Linked DNA regions of Sus scrofa: region 2 is linked to region 1. The links are chromatin contacts, called in public promoter capture Hi-C maps. All regions are on one chromosome and are shown on one strand. Each heading gives the region's core, a stretch centred on a gene start, on an enhancer-like site or on the middle of the called end of the contact. The rest is flanking DNA. Distances are from core to core; before and after follow the strand shown.

What was found. Promoter capture Hi-C pulls out the DNA fragments that hold promoters and counts their contacts.
Region 2: a promoter capture Hi-C map of fetal liver shows a contact between it and region 1, with 4 times the contacts expected there. The contact joins the promoter of NPNT here to the enhancer-like site in region 1. A contact is called at or near these places in 2 of 5 promoter capture datasets (fetal liver and liver), 4 of 47 Hi-C or Micro-C datasets (embryonic fibroblasts, epiblast stem cells, fetal skeletal muscle and 1 more) and 1 of 2 datasets of contacts at active chromatin or transcription factors (skeletal muscle).

Annotation. Positions count from the first base shown.
Region 1 is chr8:115,598,530-115,601,229 of Sscrofa11.1, reverse strand. It overlaps TBCK (TBC domain-containing protein kinase-like protein), which reads right to left. Exons shown (of 26, transcript XM_021101700.1): 22 at 1,742-1,903. Among named protein-coding and RNA genes, the nearest start is that of TBCK, 120 kb to the right of the region's middle. Within about 2 kb of position 1,284, at least 2 of the 83 cell types and tissues checked have an H3K27ac peak or open chromatin away from gene starts, as enhancers often do. A contact at or near this core is called in fetal liver, where this site is marked.
Region 2 is chr8:115,859,730-115,862,429 of Sscrofa11.1, reverse strand. NPNT (nephronectin) reads left to right here and starts at 1,260. Exons shown (of 14, transcript XM_021101707.1): 1 at 1,260-1,942. The coding sequence starts at 1,872.

The DNA.
Region 1 (2,700 bases), core at 35-2,534:
TCTTATTTTAATGGACAAGCAGAGTTACCACTAATCTGCCTATGTAATATGAAAACAGATTGCTTCATCAGTAACTGGAACTTTTGTGGATGGAATCAGAAAGGTATTAAATTTGCCTGACTTGAAAATGCAAAATCATCATTCCTTATATATTACTTAGAGCTGACAAGATAAATTCCTTTAATCCTAATAAATCATCCTTTATTTATTCTGGCAAGTTAGGAACAATGGGAAAACATCTGCAGGGTACAGATAGTATTCATAGTTTGTTAAACTAGATCTCAGTAACTATTCACCTCCAACAAAAGAAAAAAAAATAACTTGATTTTCATAATATCCCAGAAAAATAACATAATGACTAAACTACTATTTATTCATATCAACATTATTAAAATTTGATAAATTAGAAAGATAGTGATACTTTTAATTTGAGGGGAAGAAGGGAGAAGTTTTAAATAAATCCAATAATTTTTATTATTTTCTTAAAAAGGAAAAAGAGAAATAGTGAAGTACCAAGTATAGCTCATCCATTAAAAATACAAATTGGGGTAAGTGGCAAGTTTCTTATTTTTCCGGAGAGTGATTATTAAATATATAATCTTAAGAAACCTTTCTTCTATTCATTGTTTGGTTTTCAGGCAGATTTATCTTGAGTAATTTTAAGTGTGTTTATTTTCAACAATTACTTGTGCCTGCCTGAAAATATGGAGAACAGCAATAAACTTATATAAGGTTTGGAACCAGTGAAATCGTTTGAAGAAAGAATTTTTCTACCTGAGAAACATTTGATTTCTGAAAAAAATGTAGGTTTTTTTCCTCCACAGATTGGTACGCTTTGGTATCCTATGGAACCATATTACTTTCATCTTGTCAACCACTGCATCAAAGCTTAAACCATAGTTGCATTCCGTATTTCACACTTAAGCATTCAACTCCGAGATTTACAAGCTCCTCACTTGTGAATACAATATTTGGCTTAACTAACTATCCTGCATTGTATAACACCGAATTTCCCTGGAGTGTGATTTGCTTTCTCAAGAGGATGGTGTTTCCTTTCCTCAAACTGCCAAATTGTTAACAAGCAGCTGTGGATAGGAGAGAGCAAAGTTCCATGTGAATTATGTCTTTGTATAAACTTCGATTCTCAAACACTTTCCCAAGTGGCCTTTATTTACTTTCTATCAGCTAAAGATAAACAAGCCTATCCTAAGCAAAAGGCAAATATGTCAAAGCACCCCCTCTCCTTTACCTTTTTGGTGGCATTACATGATAACATGAAGGTAAATGACAGTGAGCTAGTATGACCCAGTTTTGTATCTACAATTCTGGGCTAGCAGAAGAGGTAGTATACACAGGAGAGAATACTGAGAAGGAGGATGAGGCTCAAAATCAGAAGAGATATTGAAGGCTTGTATGCTTATTTTTGTAAATTGCTGTAAGAATTGTCTCATTTTCCTATAATTAAATTTCATTTGGTGATCCCATTTATTTTATTTTATTTTTCCCTTTCTGGCTGCACCTGCAGCATATGGAAATTCCCAGATCAGGGACTGAATCCAAGCCACAACTGTGACTACACCTCAGCTACTGCAACACAGGATCGTTCACTTGCTGTGTTGGGCCAGGGATTGAACCTGTGCCTTTGCAGTGACCTGAGCCACTATAGTCATATCCTTATCCCACTGTGCCACAGCAGGAACTCACTGGTGACTTTTACATATCTAGATCTATATCTCCATACCTGGTAAATCAGAGAAGAGAAGAATACACTCATTAAAGCCATTAGCCAAAAGCCGGTCACGCAGCTGCTGAAGAATCGCTACACCAATACAGAATGGAAAGGAGGAATTCCCAAGTAGTAAAGTATCCCAGAGGTGGAAAATTTTGTGCAGTGGAAATACATCTGTAAAATGACAAATATAAATAAATTAATTAAAAATTTAAAAAGTGAAACAGTAACAAGCTGCTTCACTAGACATATGATAATCCCCTTATGGTCAAAACTATTAAAGAATAAATACTACCAAACTGTTATAATAAAATGTTATTTGGCCTTGTAGGTTTACTGCTTCCTAAGGTATCTTAAAAAATTGAAAATCAGATTGATCAAATAGATGACATTTTCTAACCTCCATTATTAATTTCAGTTAGTTGTTCCATTCAATATATTTCTTCCTAGAATTTTCCAGTTATATTATTCTTGCACATTTATTAGAAGAATGTTAGTATTGTTATAGATTCAGTATCATTACACTTCTATTATATACTCTAAGAAATGCTTTTTGAAATTCCATCAATTTTCTATTTTTTTGCAACTTTCTTTTTTCCTTTAACAGTAGTCTGGATATCTTTCTAGGCCAGTGCATACAGATATACTTTAATATTCCATTTGTCATATGTACATACCTAAGCAGGATATCTACTATATTAATATATAATTGATTAAAGCATTACTTATTCACATAAACTGTTTAATTTCTAGAGGAAATCTAGTTTAGGAAATAAAAGTAATAGTTATTAGATAATCTGTAAAAATTGAGTCTGATTTGGTAGTAAAATTTGTCTTCCAAAATTTTATGTAAATATAGTTAATATTAATTTATTTTTCAATAGAGAGCAGAGATTTTTTTTGAATGTCATCACATGTAAGATAGGTTTTCATCCAATAGAAAGAACACTTTTTTTTTTTTTTTTTTTGTC
Region 2 (2,700 bases), core at 11-2,510, 260 kb before region 1:
TTACAAAAATTTTTCTGCAGAAAAAATATTTTGACTCCTACATTTTTGGAGTTCATTAGAAAGATCTGAAATGGATGACACCAAGCTGTTTGCCTAAAATAATGTCCCAAGCCTGAACTGGCATGAATATTTCCTGAGATTAAAATAGAAACTTGTTTTGCTAACAGAAAACAACTTGGAAATCAAAGAGTCACTTAAGTTGAAACCATTATTTTTCCTTTTCTTGCAGAAAATACACTAAGAGATCAGGATAGTGAAGTCACTGTCAGAGAATTTTCCATTAAAAATTTAAAATTGGAGAAATCTCAAAAAGATAATAATGATGGGGGAGTCTGTAATGTAACAAACTCTTTCAATAAACATTAATAAGCACCTACTACATGTCAGGCACTGAACAAAGAAACCTGCTCTGGCAGAGTTTGTATCCTAGTAGAAAGAAGACAGGCCAAGTAAGAAGTAAGCAAATTCTATAGGAAACAGATCAAATAAGTGGTTTGGAGAAAAGGCAAAGTAGGACAGGCAAGGGACATCAGGAAGGGACAGGCTGCAATTTTAAATACGGTGGTCAAGGTTGGTCTCCTCAAAGTGGTGATCTTTGAGCAAAGACCGAAGTGAGAATATGAGCCACGCAGATATCTGGGTCCGGGCAGAAGTAACAGTCAGTCAATGGCCTGAGGCAAAGGGCACGCCTGGAGTGTGAGAGAAAGGCACCGAGGCCCTTGATTAGGATTAGGACACATGCGATCGGGTCAAGAGGTATAGGAGGCCTTGGGCAGTCATTCCGGGAAGGGTTTGGGAAGAGAAGTGACTTGATTGGACTGATGTGTTCACGTGCAATTTAGGTTAATCACTGCGTGTTTTCACTTGAACACAGTCCTTTAGTACAATACGTTTTACTCTACAATAACAGCAATCATTGCTCAAAATGGTTTCTAAATGGTCTCCGCAAGATCAGGCACCACATCACTGCTAAGTAATAACTGCCCTCCCTGTCGGTCGGGCACGTGCCCCTGGAGAGGTAGCTGTTGATATCCCTCTAATGTGCTCAGGGTTGAGCCGGCAGAGAGAGAAACAGTCTGCAGTTCGCAGCCAAGCGTTTCCCTCTGTTGGTTACAAAATTAAAAAAAAAAAAAAAAAATCTGTTTCTGCCAACTCCGCGGGAGAAGCAAACTCCCAGAGTTTGCCTTTGCTAATTTGTCCAAGTCGTGCTTTGGTTTCACTAAATGCAGACACTGTTCAGCTCCAGTCCCACAGACCTCTCTCGCCTTGGACTTCGCCCTCTGGTGAAAGCTAGGCTTGTCCCTGCGGTCACCACCTGTTCGGAAGGAAGCCTCAGAGCATGCACCTTCGCCTGGAGCCCCTTTCCTCTCGGCTCACACTTTCCTGCCAAGCACCCAGCTCTCCCTCTCCCCGGCCAGGCTTGCAAGTTTCCTCCCAGCTTGGCGCTCGCCCCGCTTGGCCGGTCCCCAAGGGACACTGCTTTCCCGCAGCGCCCCCGCCCCCGAGCTTCCCGGCGAGGGGCCGAGCGCCCTCACCCTTCATCCCTGGCCGGTAGAGCAGCTAGTCGAGCGCAAGCGCGCCCCCCGCCCCTGCGCCCCTCCCCGCAGGCGGCGCAGCTCCCCCTGCAGCACCTCCCCTCACGGGGAGGGAGGTGGAGGGGCCCCGGACGCCGCGCGCAGACTTGCTCCCGCTGCTTGCCGCGCCGCTCTCCGCTGAGATTGGTAGCAGTAGTCGCGGAGGCTGCGGGGGTTCCCAGCTCCCGCAGCTCCTCCGGGGTAGAGCAGGAGGCGAGCGCGCCTCTCCCGCGCCTCCTGTATCCCAACCTGCTCCTCGCGCGCTGCTACGCCGCTGCCCGGGACTCGCCGCTCAACATGGATTTCCTCCTGGCGCTGGTGATCGGGTCCTCGCTCTACCTGCAGGCTGCTGCGGAGTTCGACGGGAGGTGAGTGGGCCCCCGGGGCTCCCTCTCCTGCCCCATCCCATGCTAATTTCACCCCGGCCCTGGGGTCCTCTCTCTCTGTTCTCCGTCAAGTTGGGCCCCCGCACACCCTCGGCGGAAGCAGAGCCGTCGAGCCGCCTTTCTACCAGTGGAGGTGCCCCAGGCCTGGAGGGCGCGCCCCCTGCGCGTCTGGGAACCAGCCGAGGTCTTGCGAGCTGCCCACCCCCGGCTTGGGAATGAGGGCGGCAGAAAAAGGGAGGCTCGAGTCCGGCATCTGGGCTCTGAGGGCACTGGTGAGCCGCCCCAGAGGAGGTGACATGCGGGGCATCCCTCGGCCAGGAAACTCCCTGTTAATTTAAAGAGCTCTGCAGTGGGGAAACTTCCAGGTGGTCGGGGCTGTCAGGGCCGCTCACACAAAGAGTGGGGGAAAGGAAGCGACTGGGCTTCCAGGGGGGGACCTGTTTGCCTCCTCACTAGGTTTCCTTGAGGGAGGGCACACACAGTAATTATTGGGGGGGGGTAACGCTGCGTGTGTGCGTGTGTGTGTATGTGTGTCTGGGTACGCACGCACACACAGATCCCGAGACCGAGGGCGAGCTTGATTGCAGCGTGCTCTGACAGGTTCCAACAACCTCAGGCTCTGCTCCGCTCCGCTGTCATTCAGCCTGTCCTCCCGCCGCGGCGCGCGGAGCCCTCTCCCCAGCCGCCGCCGGTGTGTGTGTGTGTGTGTGTGTGTGTGTGTGTGTGTGTGTGTGTGGTGG